2 separate regions of the Oryzias latipes genome follow, and region 1 is linked to region 2. The links are chromatin contacts, called in public Hi-C maps. All regions are on one chromosome and are shown on one strand. Each heading gives the region's core, a stretch centred on a gene start, on an enhancer-like site or on the middle of the called end of the contact. The rest is flanking DNA. Distances are from core to core; before and after follow the strand shown.

Region 1 (7,113 bases), core at 1,355-3,854, 150 kb after region 2:
TGAGTGAGCAATTTAGCAAAGCTATGTCGGACTTACTGCTTAGCTCCTTGTCACCAAACAAGGAACAATTATCCCTTTTTTTCAACAAGAGGGAATGCACCCCACTTTTCAATGCCATTTCAGCAGAAGAAGGGTCACATCAAGTTATTTTTATGTAATTGTGAAACTCAGGGGAGTGAGTGTGTGCAGTTTTAATGTTTGTTAGTGCCTCTCAAATACATGGCGTCTACACATATGCCTGTGTACGTGTTCAGTCAAGGATGAGCAACCAGGTTTGCACCGAAGCCTCCTTCTTCATAAATTCCTGGTGAAGATGCTTATGTGAGACCCTTACTTCTGTGTGTGTTTATGTCCTTCATTCTGAGAGAGCTGACTAAATCTGGCCTTTAGCCTGGGGCAGTCCCTTTTCTGCTTCTCAATCTTGAGTGGCCACACAGTAAGAAGCCTAATCCACTCCTAACAGCGGATGAAAAACGCAATCAGGCAAAACATGGCTTTTCTTTTGTCATATGGTTTTCAATGCAGCTTGTGAAATTTTGTTCCAACTTGCCTAACTATTAGCATCATTTTTACAACTGTAACCCTTGTGCTATCCTGGGCACTTTAACATTGGGAGTTGGGTCATCTAGACCCACTAGACAGTGCTCTGAACCTTTTTTCTTCACTGATTTGTGATCTTCACTGGTGTCCATGGATTCCATGAAATCTTTCCACCTTTATCCACCTTTGTCATGGTAGGGAGAACACGTCACTGTAAGGGGGGGGTCATCTAAGATAGCACAAGGGTTAAGAAAAGAATACCTGAAGACCGTTAGGGCCAAGAACTGTACAGTGGTCTCTCGCTACAATGTCTTTTGCGGTCTTACAGGTTGTGTTCTGCGTCCTGATTGGCTATAAACCCTTTCCATCTATCTCCACCATGCTGTGTGTCCTGCACAATAAAAGTTCAGCTTGCCTTATTTACACAAATCTTCAGTTCCAGGCATATCTGTGGTTTCGTTCTACAATACTGGACCTAATTTTTCTATGATGGTTTGAACTTTGAGAGTTTAAACAAGAGACAAAAGTGTAAAAAAATATTAAAATTTGTCTAAAAAGGTGTGTAAAGTGTGAAGGGAGGAGGGTTTACAACCTTAAAACATCTAGAAAAAATTAAGATGACTAATTCACAGATTTCACCTACCATGGTTTAGATTTAGAATAAACTCCTGTGATGTTTCCTTTGAATAAATCCCTCATAGAGGGTCGCCACAGTAAAGCAATTCTCTTGTAATTTACTTGGTCTGCTCTTGCTAATGCAGCTAGACTATAACCATACCTGGGCTCAAACGTAGGACCTGCTGGTACTGAACTCAGTGTTGAGTCCATAAAATCCAAAAATGCATACACCACTGGCAATTTCTGGCTTATAGTTAGTCAGCAATTTCTTCTTCATTGGGATTAACCCTGGCATCTCCTAGAAAAAAAAAGACAACGTACAAGAGGCATCAATGTGAAAACCAATGCTTTACTTTTTCTAACAGAACTATACAAAATTTCTTATTAAATAATTAATCAAAGCTCGTCATTTAGTTATGTATTAGTATGTGTGAGGAGATTCTGCTTGTGTGCACACGTCTCTGTGGGGAGCGTTAGACACTGCTGCCATGTGATGACTTCATGTCAGCCAAGGACTTTAATGTCTAGCCTGTGTCCATCTGCAGCACAAACACACACACACACACACACACACACACACAGGAAAGGACACTTACTGCACTCTCTGTTGTGCAATTTTTTGGTGATTTTATTAGTGTGTGTGTGTGTGTCTTGTTTGACTTTATGATTTTGCCTTTTACTCTGTGAAGTGCGTCTGAATTTCACAAACATGACTCTGTGTTAGCCTGGGTCTTCAGATTCACTGCAGAAGAAGGTTTTTGGGAATTCATTTTACACAGATGCTACTATAGCTGATCCTTTAAAGGTTTTCACAGTACTTGTCTGGTCGGTGGCGCTATGGTGCCAAAAGCTGAGCCGATGAAGAAGAGCCTCCCTCTGTGAGTCTGTGTTTCTCTTATTGGCTGAAGAGCCTGGAAATGAAATATGATCTTCAGAGTGAAACATCAAACAGCTAGCAGCTGCTGGGCTGTCAGGTCACCGACCGGTCAGAGGATGGACCGCGGCCTCCTGTTTGTGTGTGTGTGTTTGTGTGCCTGCGTCTGTGACTGCGAATGCAAGTATGCAGGAGTTTTGGTTTGCATGTGTTCTGAGCTATTTCTGCTCCGTTTTGAATAAATGCCCCGTGCTCAAATAAAGGCAGTTGAAGATTATGATCCTCTGGATACGCTAACCAAACACAAACATGCTAACTTGTTCACAGGCTGTAAGCTCTGCACGCAGTACACTGGGGTCCTCTATCATCACACAGCATAAGTCTCCTCACAGACGGAGTGAAGCTGCACTGTAGAAACAGTGGAAAAAGAAGAAGATAGAGGAGATCCTGGGTGTCAGGTCTGGATGACTACAAGAGGCAATGAAGGGCTGTTGAGAGCTCAGGGCGGATTGGGTCTTCAGTTGGGGTTTCAGGGGCATCTGTCTTGTTTTTGGCATGTGGAATGGGTCAGGAACCGTGTAGGCAGGCAAGCTAAAGGGACTGGTGTAGCCCAGTTAAAGCAGATGGTAGAAGGGGTCATAGTGGGGTCGTTCCTGTGATATTCCTGCCATATGTACGTGACATTTTGACAGAGAACAGAAATCTATAGGGACTCGCCTCCCTTGGGCTCCAGACTAAACCTGCAAGAAGATAGTTTTGTCACTGAGTTGTACCTGTAATGTCCTTTTAAGTGTAAATGACTTTTCCTATAACTTTTTTAAGCAATTGTGAGCTATCATTTTAGATTAAGTTAAATGTAACCTCCTCCAATCTGTTTTACATGTAAAGGCTTAATGTCCAACAAAGAGTGCCTTGGAAGCCTGAACCGTCCAACGTGAAGTCTGTTCATTTCTGTAAATGGACGCTTTGAAGACCATTGTCCTGCTTATACTATGGTCAATTACAAAAGAATTGGGTATTCAATCAATTTTTAGTACTTAAATCTTATTATTTTTTAAGGTTTAAATCACTTTTCACAAAAAGCAGACTATTTGATACATCGTGCGACACGTCATGGTAACAGCTACAGAGCCCGCACCGACCTTCACTATAGTGGCAAAGGAAAGGTGTGTTTTAGATAGATGGATGGATGGATGGATAGAAAGATAGATGCATGCTGATCTTCATTATAGGTCACATGAAGCATCAGTTCAGAGAAAGTTCTCCTCTTACTGCTTGTTTTTTTCCTGATGATGAAGCAAAAGTTTGTTTTTAAAAAACATAAATCCTAAATAGTTCAATTCCTCCTCGTGTCTCATCTCTTCCTTTTCCAGATTCTTTTTTCTCGTTTGTTCTGCTGCATAGCAATCTTTAAAATGATCAACAGGTAAAGGAAACTATAAAATCACTCATCTTTTCTGTCTTGCTGTTGTGATAAACTGTGGTAGGTTTATTTATTATTTGTTTAAAAGATGTTAATAAATGAAATACCAACTGACGTTTAGGCCAGCGCAGTGATATAGCACATTTGGGCTATGTGACCGTAACTTCTTACTTTTTAATCCCCACCCAATCAGAAATGAGGATTCACCCAAATGATGGTATAGCTGCCAAATGTTACTCACTGATGTCCTGTGTGTCAATCATTGTTATCGTCTTTGTTGGCAAACCAGGTATGTCTAAATGGCTCTCTGACATGTATTTTTAAACACTGATTGACTTAGTGCCTTAAATGTTTCAGATTTTGAGGGAAACAGTAAAAAACAAAGAAGTTTATGGCTGTTCTAATTTTGTCATTAAATATTTTCTAAATTTAAATTGCCATTTAATGTAGAATGTGTTTTGGAGCCTTTTGTCAGACGTAATGAAGTTGTGCATTGATTTATTTACTCTGTGCTTGCATATACTGTACCTTTGGTTAGACGAACATAGTTTTCAGACAGATAGCTCAAGTTAAGGTTGGATTTACTTTTGTATAAAAAAGCACTTCTGTTGATTAGATGATTAATGATGATGAGTTTCACTTTGTCAAGTGAGTCTTCCTGATTATACTTGTCATTGTCTTGTTTTAGGCTCAGAGCAGCTAATTGTGCTGGAACCTAAAATCTCTCAGACCAAATTCTTCAGATTCTGTCATATGCTAAAATGAATCACTGCAATACTAAGCTTTGCTGAGAGCAAAGAGATATGTTCTTGGTTTAATTGCACATTGGAGAGCTCTAGTATCTGCCAGACACCCACTGACAACCAAACATGCTGTTTGGTTTCAAATGTGTAACTCAAAGTTGTCTTGTTGTATGCGTGCAGCACAGCATAGCATAACAGGGATTAAAATCTCAACCGTGTCTCATTAATTTAGTCTTTTACGTAAACCTTTCTGTTGATAATCTGTCACTGGGTAATAACCTGTGCTACAATCACAGATAGAAATAAAGAAGGAGGCTAAACTAAATATGAAAACAGCTGGGGAAGGCAGCCGTGCAGCGACCTTGGAAAGTAGGTCTGTATAAAGCATTACAAAAGCCCTGGGAGACACTCGGCCAATACATAAAGGACACTGTCTGCTCATCTTCGCTCCTCCTTATCCTCCTTCCTTCCTCTTCATCTCTTTCTCCAGACTACTCTCTTTTATATCCCTCCAGAGGTTATCCTCTTCCTCCTCTACACGTCTGCTGTCTGTTTCTTCGCTCATTCTTTAGTTCAACTTGATTTTCTACCAGCCTAGTTTTCTTGAAATCTCAAATCATTTCATGTTAGTGATCAGATACAAGTTTTTTAGAGATAAAGAAATATGTCACCTAACGTGAAAATGAGAAAAACATTTGAATACAAGAATGAATCTCTGAAGGTTTTGAAAAGATGTGTTCCACAGTCAAATGAGTAAAACATGTGAGAGCAGCACTGTAAGGATCATGGACATAGTTTACATAGATTAGACTATTAAAGCTGGAGGCCTTTTAAGTGGGTTGTCTTATGTGGTGTCAATGCATTGCTTCATAAATTGCTGTAAAAACTTTCTGCAAAGGCAGATGAAGTATATCTTTTTTCAGATATTCTTACTGATCATGTGAATCGGTTCTGCCTTTATTCAGCTTAACCATGTACATTGTTGTTTTGTAAACTCACATTCATTTTATTCATAACCTCTTTTTGTCTTTTAAAAGTGGAACAAACAGCTGTTTTTAAAGCCATAGTTTCAGCACAAACCAGAAATGTTTTTTTTTTTAATTATCATACAATTTTGACATCTTTTTATAGCTACAGGTCAGTCCCTCTGCTTTATTTTTTACTACAGTGTCTCCTTGCCAGGTCGGAGTTCACCTTTCATGGTCTCGCCGTTTTGTTGATCATTTTCAGAACAATTTTCCATGCTTTTTTTTTTTCTTTTTCAAACAGCGCACTTTTGTGGATCCTGATTGATTGGAGATCTTGTCAATCAATCTCCTCTTTGCCGTGTCTCCTGTACAGACATGTGCTGCTCTCCTCCCCAACACATCTTTGAGATCAGAATTCTGTTTTTCGTTCCATAATCCCGGACTTATTTTTTTTTGCAGGTTTAAACTTTGGGAGTTCAGACAAGAGAGAAAATGTGAAAATGTTCTCATGTCTGTCTGAGAAAAGTGTAGAAAGTGTGTAATGAGGACTTGTTTAGCCTCAAAGCATCCTAATGATCCTACTTTGGGGATTTTACCAATCGCAAGTTATTTTTAGAACTTAACCCACGCGACAAACAAGGGAACATCCTACTCCCAAAATGAAAGAATGTACCAGTGGTTCACCTTTATATCCTCTTCATTCAGTATGAGTGTCAACAGTTTCACTCTCCTTATACATATTTATATTTACATATTTCCATACTTACAAATGATCCTTCTTTGCATAGTTGATCAGATCTCCTTGAATAAAGGCTGTGGCTGCCAGTTTGATCTTCCTGCCTAGCTAAGTGGCTGTTAAAGCTCCTACACGTGTTTACGGTGCACCACCTATAAGGAAGACATGTGTTAGTGAGTGTTCAGACTTCTGTTCCACTTTCCCTTTTTTTTTAAAACAGTTGTTGGCCAACTTTGAAGTGAACAGCATTCCTTTCTCAGGCCAGGCCTCAGACTCCAGCAGCCTCGTCCACAGACGCTCTCACCCCCTTAGACAAACTTTAATTAACTTGTGTGTGCACGTCTAGATCTCCTAGCTTAACCTTTGACACGCTGTCTTACCTGAACACCGCCTCTACAAGTGTCTCCACTCACAGACAAAGGCTGCATAAAGACAAGATTAGCTCCTCGCCATTGTCTTGTCTGCTCATCTTATTGGAGAGGTTTTCGGGGCTCCGGGCGCAGAAAGCCATTCAGCAGGCCTGAATTAAGCACTAGCTCTTTCATACTGGAGGCCAAGGGGCAGCCGGTAGTACACTTGTAGTTGGTAGTGGCTCAGAGCTTTCAGACCTAACCTTGTAAAACCCTACATGGTGAATAGAAGTGGATTTATCCTGGGCAAATCCCTGTGTTGGAGTCGAGAGCTGCGCTGGTGTCTGTTTGAGTGTGTGTGATCTCTGTCTGGCTCCACTGTGGCTGCAGGAAAGAGGTTTGGACACTCCGATAATTGCTTGGACCAAACGCTGACTACACACCCTTTCCCCTCTTCAGAAAAACCATATCCTCTATATTAGCTTTGTGCAAGATTTCTTGAGCTGTAAATGTCCACGTATGCCAAAGTGTGTGCTTGTGGTCAGGCAAACTAGAGAAGTCTCGTAAAGTCTCTGAGCCGGGCTGTGTGCGTGTTTCCAAACTGCTTCTGACCTCACTTAAGATCTGCTCAGCTGACCACAGCTTCAAGTGTGTGTTTGTGCGTGCACATGCTCAGGGGCGACTGTCTTCACGGAGGGAAGTGGCTTTAAGGGAGGCAGTTTTACAACTGACAATTCGTTTGGCACTCTGAACCGTCCGCTCTAGCCACCGTCCTTGAAACAAGATCAACATGAAAGGATATGTCTGCCTCCGTGAGCATGCATGAGTGCATGTCTGCGTTTTCATGTCCCTTCCCAGTTT
Region 2 (6,405 bases), core at 208-2,707:
CACAGACATACATTACAAGCAGGCGTTTCTCTTCTTCAGCTAACTTTTTATTGGATGTACCTCTCTGGGGTTTACGTTTGCCTCTTTGCAAGACCAAACACGACCAGTCGACCAGTGTTAAGTTAGACGTGGAATGTTTTAGAATAGTTTAAATGTGAACTGAATTCAAAGCTTTATTACAAAAGCCTGTTCCTTTCAACAGTACAGTGTTTTTTCAAAGGTAATGTACTAATAAAGTTTTATTTTCTAAACCTGCAATGTCAGTGGTTTTGAAGTTATTTACCACTCTTCAGTTGTTTATTAAATCTTTTAAAATACATATTTTCATTTTAAGTATCCATTTCTTGCAGTGCATTAAGCATATATCATAGATTGGAATTTTCACGTGGAACTATAACCATGAAATATTCTGTTTTTCATGATGTTATCAATGATAGTTGTGATTCAGCTTAGTGGCATTGTCTTGAAGTTGAATCATGGCACCTGAACGTTTGTTTCATAACTTATACAACGTTTTAACACATTTTAGTACGTTTTAATGTATCGACTTTTGGTTTGTAGTCTCATTCCTGGACGGTTAGAGGAAAATCCTAGTGTGAGTCACATATTTGCACCTCAGGAGTGCTAATCTTCTCTTTTGCTGATCGTGTCCAGCCCACCACCCCAAACCCACATCCTCACACACGTCTTTCTGTTAGCCTTTCTACCATTCGGGCTGTCTTCACATATCATCCCCAGTCTTCAACACGTCCCGAACAGCCTGTCTTCACTGTCTGGAAGGTTGTGACCCCTAGCCTCGAGTGGCAGCACGTTGTGGCGCTTTGGCCAATACTGATCAGCGCCCCTCACTCTCAGCCTGGCCACACCTGTTCTGCAACCCTGTAGTGCCTGGGTTTAGAGGGAAGGCTTCTTTTGAGGAGTGGGGGTTGAACACAAATGAAGCAGCGGACCAAAAGTGAAAGGTCCAGTTTGGAAGTGGATGCTAAATTCATTGACACCCCCACCCTCACCCCCTCTCGTCTTTTGACTCAAGGACCATTCTGGCCTTTCAGGCTGCTTCCTGCACAGATTATTTTTTTTCCTCATCTGCTGCCGTCCCCACAACACAAAAGGTGGCTTCCCTGGCTCTGGGGGTGTAGCACTTTAGCAATGTGAAGGGCTTTCAGGAGCTGCCTCGGTCCAGGCCTCTGGCGGTTGGTCTGAGAGAGTAGTAGAGTTGGAATGAAGGCCAGCTTGGGGGTAATGGTCTCCTCTCCCCTCTATGAAAGTCATGCAGCATTGTTGGCCAACAGAAGTCTAAGAGACAGGCCAGAGGAAGGCCACAAAGCAGGGCTTTGGCAGGACTAATGAAACTCAGAGCTACACGTTAATGATCTAAAAGGCTGCACCAAAACACTCAGCAGTCCCTCTCCGCTCACATTCAAACTCCTCTTGATCGCCCCTTCCCAATAATGACAAGGCACTCTGCTGTTCCACATTTATTGTAACCTTTGATGTGTGCCTTGTTTTCTTTGTCTCTGTGGACCCCCTCCCTCCTTTTCATTCCTTTATGTTACGTGGCTGTCACTCATCTATTAAGGCAACAAACAGAACAAGGAAAACATTCAGTGTGTATTGTAGTGCACCCAAAGGTTTGCGCTTCATTTTTTCAAAGCCCTTAAACTTGGAATTTTCCTTGAGCTGCCAGCAGGATACACTTCTTTTGTTGTAGCAATTGCTGCATTATTGAAAACAGATTTGTTTGTTTTGTTTTATTGCCTATAACTTATTGAAACCGTGTCATTTTTCACCTATAATCTTTATTATATTGTACCTTTTATTAAAGGTAAAAAGCAAATAAACACGCAAACCACGTAAATTATTGTTACTAAAATTGTAGTTAACAACTTCTTCATGTTCTCTGACTGAAAATGTAGTCAGCGTGAGGTTTTAGAAAGATAATGTTGATACAATCTAAACGATACATACTGAAATACATGAATTTAAGATGTTACTATCTCATAAAGTTCATTTCACAATGTTGAGATTTTTGCAAATAATTTGGGACACATAGCATTCCATGTGTCAAGCCTGTGAATGTTCACATTCTTTTGCTGATCACCTGCCTGGGATTTTTTTTATTTCTTTGCTTGTTTAGCCACTGACTTATTTTTTTTTAACCATGAAAGACAACACACTAAAATTATAAAAGAATATGCACCTAAATTATAAAAGAAGCTCACCACTGATCCAGCCTGAAACCCTCTCTGAAGGTTGACTGATGCAAAGATTGGACTGAAAAAAACGAGCATTGTCCAAAGCAAACCTTAGAGGATCTTCACAAAGCATGAAGATTAGCTGCAGCTCTTTGAAAGTCTATGAACCCGGAAAACACAATTTAAGAAATGGAGAGTTGAAATTTTGCACTTTATGGATGAGAAATTTTCATGTTGAAAAGATTCAGAATGGGTACGGGGGTTATAACGGTGCCAGTATTGGTATCGGCTGGTATTTGCATAATTTAAGTATTACGGTATTGGTCCGATATTTTCAAAAATCTGCCGATATTTTTCTGAATGTTTTCAGAAACACTTTATTTTTTAAATGTATACTTGCAGATTGGGAAGCTTATGTTCACAGTCATAGTCGGTAATTGACTGTTTTAATGTAAATGTTATTAATGTTGTTCCTAATAGATCCCTGGCAATGGGGAGTTTATGGTTTACAGTTATGTCCGATAGTCAATAAATGGTTTGAATGTGTTCAGATGTATTTATATGAATGTTTGAAAGTGATCCTTGTTTCAATGAGATCCTTTGCTGTATGTTAAAAAGGTCAAGGTAAAAGAAAAGTTGTGTATTTCTCATAAAGAAAAGAAAAGGAAATCTAAACTCTGTGTTACAGTAGATGCTTAAATATCGGCCATCGTCCACAGCTACAGGGGAAATATCGGTTAAAGGTATTGGCCAAAACAAAAACTACATCAGTCCATCCTTAATTAAGAACCAGTTCAGAGCTTATTTGAGAAAAAAAATCTAAAATTATGCCCAAAATTCGTAGTTATTTTTTTCCCCCCTTCAATCAGAGATTCTACTTGTTTGTAGTTAATTTGATTTAAGGCCAATCAGAACTAATACCCACTTTAAAGTGCCTTATGAATATATTTGCTAAAAACAAAGTCAGTCAATCTTAGTGAGAACAGTTTTGTGCCCTGCTTATCCTGTCAGGGATTGGGTCTGCATGATGTGTGTAAACTGTGGTGTTCTCTGCAAAATGGAGGCTAGTTGCATGATCGCTGTAAAACAGGAAGTTAGACAGTAAGTGAACCAGTGGCCTCCCTCTCACTGATTTAGCTGGTTAAGATCATTAGGCTTTTAAGGAGCCCTTTGAGATGGCCTGATTATGTTTGACTGGAGCTTTATGGTGTATGCGGCCTGAGATAGGTTTCTCTGGATCATCTGTCTTTGTGGTGCGTTTATGTGTTTGGCCGTATGTGTGTTGTAGCAGAGTGCAGGGCCATTTGATTGCTCTTGATTAACAGACTGCCAGGCAGCAAAAACAGAGTCTTTGTCATGTAGCATCTTGAGCTGGTTACTTCCAATCATTCCTGGGGAAAGCTTGGGCGATGCATGAGTGAGGCAGCAAAAAGTGAGAAAGGGTGGTGTTTCTTTTCCAGGAAAATAAAACTTAACAGAAAAATTGAAAATAGTTTCATAAGAGAAACAAAGGTGCCGCATTTTAATGAAGCCGTTCTGCTGTGCAGAAAGTAGCAATAGATTTATCTAGAGCATATTTGCAAATTAGCATCTTCAAAGATGACTGAGCTCAATAGTAACAGAACATTAAACAATGACTGTGAATTAAAGCTGTCACTATCACTGAGTCATGTTTAATGTAGTGGTAAAGGGGCTACTGTATGTCATGCAAAATAAACTTTTTGAGCTTTGAAGTGTTTTATAATGTTGATTCCTCACTATAAACAACCAAAGCGGTATTTCACTTTATTCAAGCATCTCAGAGTTTTCTTTTGAAAAACCTGCACCTCCCAATCCAAGAAAACGAGCAGGTTCTCACATTATGACATCACAAAGATAGGAACAGCCCCTTCCAGGAAGAGTCTACTCTGCCAGCACTGGCTCTGGGCTAACACACACACAACCACTTTCTCTGTGGAGCTAGCACTCATTTGCTCAACGCTTTCATTTTATATACACAATATTCACATCCATCTTTGCAAAGGTTTGGAGGGTGTTTGCTTTTGTGGGTGAAACGCAGACATACTGCCCAGGCTGACTAGGTTGACATCATGAAATGGGCGGCACCCACAAGGAGCGAAAGGCGGAGCCTCAGAGATCAAGTCGCCTTACTTCTGGGTAGTAAAATGAGCTGTAAAAATAAGTAATATTTCATTTTAAAAAAAATCATCTTTTGGTGTGCTAAAGGTAATATATGATCATATACCAGTCTCAGAGGCTTAAGAAAAGGATGATAGAGGCTTTTAAACACAACTTGGAAAAGTCTTCAACTGACATGTTGAGTCAGACAGCTCTGGAACTGACTAGTCTGTCATGTCTTCACAGCTAAACTGAGTAACCAGGATTCCTACAACAACTTCACCAACAACAACATGGGGAACCCTCGGCTCAGCCAGCTGCCCAGCCTCACGGTGGTGCTGCCGCTGGCTCAGATCAAACAGCCCATGACCCTCGGCACCATCACCAAACGCACCGGGTAGGTCACAGGCTAAAACACACAGCAGTGCTTATGAAGAATTTCATTTGCTTTTGAATACACTTTTTTAAACCTGACTTTTGCTAAAAACTACATGTTCTTTTTAGATGCTGTTTGTAAGCCATATTGTAAACTAACAAAATGAAATGGAGAAAAAAAACACATTATCTTATTTATATTCAAAATTAAAAATACAAAAACATGTTAAATGAATTAAAATAAAATCATAAATATGTCATACCTGCTATCCATTTGTACCATGGCTATGTATACAATGGTATTTAAGCTACAACTGAGTTTTCTTTCCTCCTGCTCGTTCTACATACTGTGTTTTGTATCCAAGAACACTTGACAGTCAGAGCATGGTGGAGAAACTGTTGCATTCTCATGCTGAGCTTTTACATTTCCCTCCTTGGATATCGACTCACCGGTACTTTTACCAGCAGACTATGTTGCCATCAGGAGGGCTTAGCAGGCCAAAACATTTTCTTCTGCACATCCTGCTGATGCTCAGACTTTTCTTTGCATAGGGTAATGAAGCACAGCACACATGCAGACTCATTCAATGCGCTGTTGACTTATTTTTGATGTTCGTTTTTAGTATATATCTTCAAATTTTGAAAAAAAAGAAAAACCGTACAGTTGTTTAAATAAATTCAAATTGCCAGATTTTAAAACAAAATGTGGTTTAGTTGTGAAAAGTAGAAAAAAGTATTTTCCCCTTCTCCTTGTCTCTGGATCTTTGCCAAACATTGTAATTTTGTAGTTTTAGGAGCATCAGCAACTACAGGCTTTTGCTAAGTGCATTTACATACGCTACAGGTGGCTCTGCAAGTATAGGCCGATTTTAATATTTTCATTTAAATGTCATTTTCATGCCCTGTTTGAATAGGAAATGTGCTAATGATTCAAACAGACGGCAATGGATGCCCCCACCCCTGTGATATTTGATAAGTGGAGCTTTGGGGATTAAAAAACAGAGTCCTGATCCTGCAGTCAACATATGAAGAATTTGGATGCTTTCCCCGATCATAAAGATAACTTTAAGTTCATTTGTTATGGAAAACTGATGAGATGGGGCTGTTGTGGTGTCAGCATTTGCATGTTTATGGGATACCAATACTGCTGCTTTGGTCTTCCAGTCTGTTATAAATGCATACATTTGATTTGATTTGATTTGATTTGATTTGCACCTCTTCATCATCAAATATAACCAATTATGAGTTACATCTCCAAAATGTGGGTTCAGTTAAATGCTTGACGATACTTTTAAGGTGTGCAGACTTGCAAACCCTTCTGACAGTGTAAACATGCTACCAAACATAGAAGTCTTTGCATTGTGCAGTGCATAGTGGAGTTAAATCCAAGGTCTTTGAAGGATCAGCATCTCCGTGACTCTAACAGGGATTCAGTGGTTTCTGAAGATGGAGACCTCTCCCAGCTCAGCCACATAGACTACTTTATACTGAAAAGTCTATAAAAATAACTTTTATAGACATTTGCCTACTACAAATTGCTTTTGTTTGCAAACTCCAGTGTGATCATGACGAACAATAAGCACATGAACTGTGCAGGGAGTGAAAAGAATCCAATGTATCTAATGACAGCATCGCTGACAGTTTGTCTGTTCAGTCTGTTTGATAGCGTCAAAGCTTTTCAGTAAAAGCAGTGATAGAATTTGGTATGTTGTTCTTC

The links. Hi-C and Micro-C count contacts between places; a contact is called where the count stands out from the background.
Region 1: a Hi-C map of embryo shows a contact between it and region 2, with 1.9 times the contacts expected there. The contact joins two enhancer-like sites. A contact is called at or near these places in 3 of 5 Hi-C or Micro-C datasets (all in embryo).

What each region holds. Positions count from the first base shown.
Region 1 is chr13:29,798,802-29,805,914 of ASM223467v1, forward strand. All of the region lies in intron 23 of bcas3 (breast carcinoma-amplified sequence 3), which reads left to right. Among protein-coding and RNA genes, the nearest start is that of LOC110016264, 73 kb to the left of the region's middle. Within about 2 kb of position 2,605, at least 4 of the 8 cell types and tissues checked have an H3K27ac peak or open chromatin away from gene starts, as enhancers often do. A contact at or near this core is called in embryo, where this site is marked.
Region 2 is chr13:29,651,579-29,657,983 of ASM223467v1, forward strand. It overlaps bcas3 (breast carcinoma-amplified sequence 3), which reads left to right. Exons shown (of 25, transcript XM_023961828.1): 16 at 4,560-4,710. Among protein-coding and RNA genes, the nearest start is that of LOC110016264, 75 kb to the right of the region's middle. Within about 2 kb of position 1,458, at least 3 of the 8 cell types and tissues checked have an H3K27ac peak or open chromatin away from gene starts, as enhancers often do. A contact at or near this core is called in embryo, where this site is marked.